2 separate regions of the Mus musculus genome follow, and region 1 is linked to region 2. Evidence: chromatin contacts called from public Hi-C data. All regions are on one chromosome and are shown on one strand. Each heading gives the region's core, a stretch centred on a gene start, on an enhancer-like site or on the middle of the called end of the contact. The rest is flanking DNA. Distances are from core to core; before and after follow the strand shown.

Region 1 (4,264 bases), core at 761-3,260, 180 kb after region 2:
GTTCATAAGAATGTTTGTGTTAAGAGCAGCTGGAGACAGAATTGTCTCCATCATGACCCCAGAGCAGCAGGACTTCCTTAGTGTTCCTGCCCCTCCACTGGGGGCCATGGGCTTAGGGATGCTGGTCCCTGCATTGGCACAGAATGCCTCCAGTCTGACATACAAAATCACCACGTACCACTCCACAGCTGACTCCACACTGAGTCATTTTTCAAAATAAAGCAAAGTGTCAGGCAGGTTTCCGAAATTCCCTCACAGGCCTGGCAAGCAATGACCCCAGGGACTCCTGAAGGTGTGGGGAGGAGGCCAGAGCAGGGGATGTGGACAAGCAGAGCCAGGACATTCTGAAGGTTGAAATTAATCACCAGATGGCCTCGGAAGCTCATTTTCCACACGCCACCAACAGGAGTCAAATTTCTCATGCAATCTCAGGAAGCAAAAACAAATGAGCACTGGAGTAGCTTGAGGTTCCCTGGAACAGTATTAAGCACCTCTGATACCTAAGGTCCTGTGCTTGTGGCTGGGAGGTAGAGACAGATGAGCAAGGCTACCTGTGGGTAGCACGGTGTTCTGCTGCAGAAAACAGCTCTGTGGGTTTTACAGACATGGAAGTCCTGAGAAAGAGTGACATCCATCTGCTGATTCTTGTGGTAGGTAATGCTCCTTCATCCATGATCCAGGTAAAGAGACCTTCACAGCCCTGTCACTAGAACACCAGAGAATTCTGCATCCCAGAGGGCTAGGGGGCTGAACTTGGCCAAACAGATAAAAAAAAAAAAAGGTCACCAGTGTGTTACAAGACCCTAAATTTTCTAGAAAAATCTGGAACAAAAGAGAATCACCATGATCATGGATGCCGGGAGTGCTGACTCAAGATGGGAATCCCAGGTTTGGGGAGACAGAGACAGGAGGATGCCTGAGTCTTACTGACCACCCTGCTCTAGCTCTGTGGATGAGGTCCAGGCCAATAAGAGAGATCCTATCTCAAAGGAGGTGGACGTTTACCTCCCGTAACTCCAGCTCCAGAGGATCCAATGCCTTCTTCCAGCCGTCAAGGACACCTGCACTCACACATACATACTGAAACACAGATGTACACACATACACAGGAATAAAAGTAGAATAATAAAAGACCCTATTGGGCAGTGGATATAGTGCTCCTTTAGTGGATGCATCTTGATGGTGAGGGAAAGCAAGGGGAGAGTGAGCAGATAGCCTTGGCCACTAGGAACCAGGGAAGAACAACAAACTCAAAGTTTCTCTCCTTAGGCTTCCCTGTGAGGCTGGTGGTTGCTTTTATCTCAGGTGGAGAGAGCAGTGTGGCAACACCCTCCCATCTTGTGTTTGTGTGATCCTATTTCCTTCTGTGGGTTAAAGCTCTTCTGTGGGTTATTTTTCTCACGGTTCCAACAAAAGCAACTTACAGAGGCAAGCGTTCGTGTACCCCACAGTCTGAGGGCACAGCCCATCATCATAAGGAAGATGTGAAGTCAGGTGCATGACGAAGCTGGTCGGTCACATTGCATCTGCAGTCAGAACCCCAGCCCGTGGGATAGCACTGCCCTCATTCAGCACGGGTTTCCCTCCTCCGTTAACTCTTTCTGACAACACCTTCACAGACACCCCCAGGGCTGTGTCTCCTAGCAGATTCTGGATTTAGTTGAGCGGATAGTGACACTAACCATCACAGACTCCAGAGCCTTTAGCTCCTCTGCACACTCCTTTCTGGCCTACCAACTGCGCTTAGATGAACATATGTGCTTAGATGCATAGGTGACTATCTATGGCCATCAGTTCTGTCTCACATGGATCCTAAATTTACACAGAAACAGACGACACAACGCAGAGGGCCTGTCCTGACATGGAAGCTCCCTTCTCAGAGTATAGCTGTAGCTAGATCTTAAAATGAAGTCTTCTCTTCTGGGGGAGAAGGCTAATTGACAGAGCATCACTGTGTAGCTCTGGCTTTCCTGGAACTTTCTCCCTCCTCCACCTCCTCAGGCCTTGCATTGCAGACGTGTGCCAGGCAGCCTGACTGAAGGCGTGTTTAAAGCCCTATTTCCAGTGTTTGCTGGCTACTGCGGAGGTAGCCACAGAAGACCTGAAGGTGGGGGGTTTGCACTCTGAAGCTCCACCTCCATCCTGTCTGTCTTCGTCCATTAAGGCCCACCTCGGCAGCCGTGTGAAGATGCAGCCGCTGTGCACCAAGTTCCCTGTGGGATGTGTTCCCACTACTCACCCTTAAGAGATAAGAAGAGAGGGAAATCAGCAAGATGACGCTCAGGATCTCTGCATACGGCTTAGGAGTTGCTCACTTAGCTGTCTGTTTTGACAGATAACAGAAGGGTTTTGAGGTTTTTTGTTGTTTTTTTTTTTTTTTCCTCCAGAAGGCATCCCATATGTAGGCTCAGAAAATGGCACTCTCCCCCTTGCAGTAAGAGAGTGCATATGCACACATGCATAAGCTAACACACCCGCTTTGTCAAACTTCTCCGAGGCAGCTTTGGAGAGAACATCGTTTCTCCATTACCCTTCTTAGGACAGATATCTGTTACCCATCACATCCTAAAAACAATCATCTGTTTATTAAGGGAAGCCATCACATGTGGTGGCAAGAGCGCTTGCCGGGCTCAGAAATGAAAACCACGCCATGGTTTTTGATGAATTTGTTCTGTGCTTCTAAACACGATGTGAAAAAAGTTAATGAGTGAGGTCCAGGTAAGCCTGAGGGGCTTCTCTAAATCAGTGCATCGAAAGTCCTAGCACATTCCCAACAGCTTTAAGAGCGCTTGTTGATGGGCATATTTCAAAGCAAACAACGCCGCTGCTCTGACAAGCCAATTATATTACCTTACAGTGCCTACAGGCACATAAATTATACACTAACATATTGTAACCTACTTCTAAGAAAGCGGTGGTTCTCCGGCAGACCTGGCAGCATGTCTGCCCTCTGGTGGGCTCTCAGGGAAATAGTCTGTCCCAACTGCACCATGCCCAGGGAGTTAACAGAAAGCCAAAAGTGTGAGTTCAGAGCCTCAGGGCAGTGATCCGCATGCAGAGATGATCTCAAGGGAAGCGGACCTCAGAGTCCGTAGATGTGTGAGTTTAGGCACCTTTTAAAAAACGTTTTAATTGTTTTACTTTATGATTATAACTGCTTTTCTAACATGTATGTATGTGTACTACACGTGTGCCTGGCATCCTCAGAAGTCAGAAAAGGGTGTTAGGTCCTCTGGAACTGGAGTTATGGATGTTCATGAGCCATTGTGTGGGTTCTAGGGACCGAACTCAGGTCCTCTGAAAGAGCAACAATTGCTCTGAATTGTACAGCCAACCCTCCAGCCCCGAACAACCAGAATCCTAAGCTTTTGTTCTAGCTGATGTTAGCCAGAAGCCAGGAAGAGATGGTGAATTCTCTCAGCCTTCCATAGCCCTCATTGTGGGCTCTGCCTGACAATCTGCCAAAAGTGGTAGACAATTTCAAATCTTCTGAAGTGGCCCAAACAAATCTATTGAGAGCTTTCCTCTTTCTATACCAAGTTGGTACTCTCAACAGTTATCAGAAAAGCCCTGCAAAGAACCCAGGACTTGAGCCATGAAACATTAGAAACACTGGTAGTTTTTTGAGACAGGGTTTCTCTGTATATCCCTGGCTGTCTTGGAACTCACTTTGTAGACCAAGCTGGCCTCGAACTCAGAAATCTGCCTGCCTCTGCCTCCCAAGTGCTGGGATTAAAGGCGGGCGCCACCACGTCCAGCCTTGTCAAGTTCTAAGCTAGCGAGAGTCCTTGTCTCAAAACTAAGGTGGATGGCATCTGAGAAATGACACACAGCATTGACCTCTGACCTCCACACATGAGGTATACACACTCACACACACATACGTACATACACACATATACACATGCATACATATACACACACACATACACACATACATACATGCATACATACATACACATACATACACACATGCATGCATGCATGCATGCACACACATACACACATGCATACATACACACACATTCACATACAAGTATGCATGCATACATGCACACATACATACCTACATGCATACATACATACACACACATACACACATACATTCCTACATGCATACATACAAGCACACACATTCACATGTGCATGAGATTATAAGAACAAAGTATAATCTAACTCCAGTTTTCACTGGAAATCTTCAACTATGGACCACAGCTACATGTGTGTATGCATATTCACAAATCAAAGTAATTTCCCATTTCCC
Region 2 (3,810 bases), core at 197-2,696:
ACCACACTTTTCCGTGGACTACTTTGTGATGCCCTACCATCATGTCACACAAGTCATATTTGTAAATTAACAGAGTCTATTCTAAGACACCAGCCTTGCCTCCCAGGTCCAGCCTTATTCTGGTACCAGTTTTACCTTACTTTACGATCGTCAGGTAGGATTTTGAAAGGATTCACATGGCAGAAAACAAAAAACAAGGCCATTAGCGAGCCATATTTATAAGCTGTTGGAACTTGTCCATTCTGAACAATTTTCTACTAGAAAAGGCATCTGTCTGGAGACTGGTAATCTCTTCCAGCCTCGCTGGATTTTGTGGGCTGTGTTCTAAGACTCTTTTTCTGGCGACGAGGGTGGGAATTAGATTGTTTTCTGTCTGTCGCTGACACGGTAACAAGAGAATCCCACACTCTTTGGTATTCTTTCTGACAAGGACAAATTACGTTTGACAACACTCTTGAGTTCACGGAAAGGCCTTCCCAACATCAGCTCGCTCTGTCTCCATCTCATTCCGGAGCAGAATGAACAAGCATTGTCATCGTCACTTATGAATGAGGAGACTGACTCTGAGCGCTCACAACAGAGTTTGAACTCCACCACGGCAGCTTGCTTTCTGCCACATGTTCAGCATAATGAAGCATGGTGGTGTAGCGAGGGTGGGGGTGCGGGACAGGGCTTGTTAATTCACAAATGAATGGATAAATAATAATCAGTGAATCCAAGCCACTCCCCAAATGGAGAATACATCAGGTACTTCCGGTTACTTTTGAGTTTGACTTTCCAGTATTTTTAATATCTTGAGCCCAGTAAAATTTCTTCATTCTTAAGAGTTTCATACATGTATACAATAAGACATGATCATCGTCCAATTTCTTTCTATCCACCCTAGCACATCTCCCTCACAACTTCATCTCCCCTGCCTTTTTTACATAAGTGCATGGTTCTGGGACCATTCGCTAAAGGCTGGAATTTTACCAATGGATATAACCTCAAAAAATATTTTTTTTTCTCCTGGTTTCTATTCTGCACAAACATCATGGCCAAGAAGCAGTTGGGGAGGAAAGGGTTTATTCAGCTTACACTTCCACATTGCTGTTCATCACCAAGGAAGTCAGGACTGGAACTCAAGCAGGTCAGGAAGCAGGAGCTGATGCAGAAGCCATGGAGGGATGTTCTTTACTGGCTTGCTTCCCCTGGCTTGCTCAGCCTGCTCTCTTATAGAACCCAAGACTACCAGCCCAGAGATGGTCCCACCCACAAGGGGCCCTTCCCCCTTGATCACTAATTAAGAAATGCCTTACAGTTGGATCTCATGGAGGCATTTCCTCAACTGAAGCTCCTTTCTCTGTGATAACTCCAGCTGTGTCAAGTTGACACCCAAAACCAGCCAGTACACCCTGCCCCCCAGCAATTATCAACTGCCGAAGGATCCTCCGGGTGGGGCGTGACTACAGGAATTCTGGTTGGCTTAATCTTTCGCAGGTCTTTTGTGGGAAACCACAGCTACTAAGCGTTCACAAATGCGATCTCTATGGCATGTCCAGAGTACATTTCACAGCACTCCTCTGAATTCTCCAGTTTACATTCTTTCCTTCTCTTCTGATGTGTTTCCTGAGCCCTGGAGGCAGAAGGTGTACATAGAGCAACCAGTACTCAAGTAAAGGGAAACTGTAGTATATCATAGGCTGCAAGAAAAGGCAGAAACAAATGGACCACTGGGGACTCAAGACTTCATCACATTCTCCACTGGTGAATTGATAACCTGTCACTCGCTGCACATCTCTGTGGATGGCTTTTTCTCTCCATTTGATTGCTTTTGCTACTATGAAACCCATTGTGCCCCAGTGAAGCAACTTAAGGATGTAAAGTTTATTTGTGGCTTACAGTTCAAGAGGGTCTATCATGGCAGGGAAGACGTATTAGCAAGACCTGGGAATGACTGGTCCTATTACATCCATACTCAGAGAACAGAAGGTAGACTCTTGTCTACCTTCTTAGGAAGACCAGGCCAACAAACCTCAAGGCCCACTTTCAGTAGCCCATTTTCTCCAATGAAGCTCTACCTCCTGCAGATTTCATCACCTTGCAAAATAGCACCCACAACTGGGGACCGAGAGTGTAAACACATGAGCTCAGAAAGGATATTTCACATTCAAGCCATGACATTCGTAAATATCAGGAAATAGCATGCATTTCATTTTATGTAACAGAATTACAGTTTGTTTTCCATCGTCTTAAATTGCCCAGCTAGGAAGTAGATATATAATAACAAACATCTCCAACACATTCACAGACGTAGTCTTATAAAAATTACTACATTAATGGACCAGGATCTTGCAAGAACCTAGCATAGTCACCCTAGATATTGGAGGAAGCTCAAACTAATCACCTGGGGTGAGCACAGTAGGAGGGCTAACCAGATGCTACAAGTATGGAGGCCATGAGATGGAACTTGGAGGGGAAAGCTGAAGATAAGGTAGCCTTTCCCAGCCATCTTTGGCTGAGAGATGTTGCTCCAGAGACCAGAGCAGGTGATGCAAACCAGTAACAACTCTCCTCAGCTCCCATCTTTGCTGTGCCCCCACTAATGGACTTGACTTCAAAGGCAAAGCCCTGGGTCTGAAGGACAGATGGAAACACCCTGCAACACAGAAAAATGAAATATGTCTGAAAGCACCAGGCAACTCTCTTCATGGGACAGAGCCTAAGAAAGAGGGTTTTCTCAATCCCAATCTCAAATCTGGGAAAAACCTTATAGAGCTATTAAAATTAAGATACATATGCTGAGATAGTTAATCATTTTTTCCTTCAGCAGAATTAATAAACTCATGCAAGATCCACACTGTCCTGGAAAAATCCAGGCTGAGCGATCGCTTACAAAGCCGATTGGCTATGCGCATCAGGCTCTCGGTGATTATGTAATTATGTTTAGGATTATGCTTGATTGTGTAACTGATATTTAGTGATTAACTCTTAGGGACGTTATCTGACTCAAGGTATAGAGGATGCGATATAATAATTACCTTTAAATTATATCTGCCTGCCTCCATTGTCATTTTTTCCCTAATAGAGTAGAAAATAAGATGTTAAGTACAAGAGGGTGAAACCGGAAACATAGAAAATGGCAAAAATAAAAAGTACAAGAGAAATAAGCAGTCAGGAGAAAAAATGCTGGGGAGGGGAGAGGGGCCTTTTCAACAGCCTTTATAAAAATGGAATTATTTTATTTTGCCATGGCAATGCTCATAAAAATGACTTTTCCCTTCCAGCTGCAGAAGCAGCAGCTCAGGAGGAAATGGACCAGATCTCAGATTGGGGGGTTAACTGGGAGAAAAATGGCGAGGCTGCATTTTGCACACAAATATGCACATGCATACACAGGCACACACTGCATTGTGCACACAAATGTGCACATGCATACACAGGCACACACACGAGACTGCAACCTTGTGCTTCGGAACAAGCACATTATTCATCTGCAGCGGAAGGATGGGGGAAATCTATCATTTGGAGATTTCTCTCCCAGGGCCGAGGTTCAATGACAATCTAGTTTGAATTTTAGCCAAATGGCATTTTCATTAATGCAAAATGGGCACTTTTGAAGCCAGCCTTGTTAACTGGATTCTCTCGTGTATGTACACGGCGGAGGGTGGGGGGAGTGAAAAGGAAAGAATCACAAAGCCATCCATGCACCTGTGAGATGCACCAGGGTTTGTACTTTTCATGATTCAGTAAGAGCAGCTTCACGTAGCCTGAATACAAAAAATTTACAGGTACTGCCATTAAAAAAAAAAAACCAATCCTTTCAGGACG

Evidence for each region. Hi-C and Micro-C count contacts between places; a contact is called where the count stands out from the background.
Region 1: a Hi-C map of the G1E-ER4 cell line shows a contact between it and region 2, with 2.5 times the contacts expected there. The contact joins two enhancer-like sites. A contact is called at or near these places in 1 of 39 promoter capture datasets (liver) and 10 of 484 Hi-C or Micro-C datasets (the G1E-ER4 cell line, the HPC-7 cell line, cerebral cortex and 3 more).

What each region holds. Positions count from the first base shown.
Region 1 is chr13:8,782,476-8,786,739 of GRCm38.p6, forward strand. No RefSeq gene overlaps it. Among named protein-coding and RNA genes, the nearest start is that of Wdr37, 86 kb to the right of the region's middle. Within about 2 kb of position 2,011, at least 19 of the 459 cell types and tissues checked have an H3K27ac peak or open chromatin away from gene starts, as enhancers often do. A contact at or near this core is called in the G1E-ER4 cell line, where this site is marked.
Region 2 is chr13:8,607,680-8,611,489 of GRCm38.p6, forward strand. The region is part of intron 3 of Adarb2 (adenosine deaminase, RNA-specific, B2); the gene reads left to right. Among named protein-coding and RNA genes, the nearest start is that of Wdr37, 260 kb to the right of the region's middle. Within about 2 kb of position 1,447, at least 7 of the 459 cell types and tissues checked have an H3K27ac peak or open chromatin away from gene starts, as enhancers often do. A contact at or near this core is called in the G1E-ER4 cell line, where this site is marked.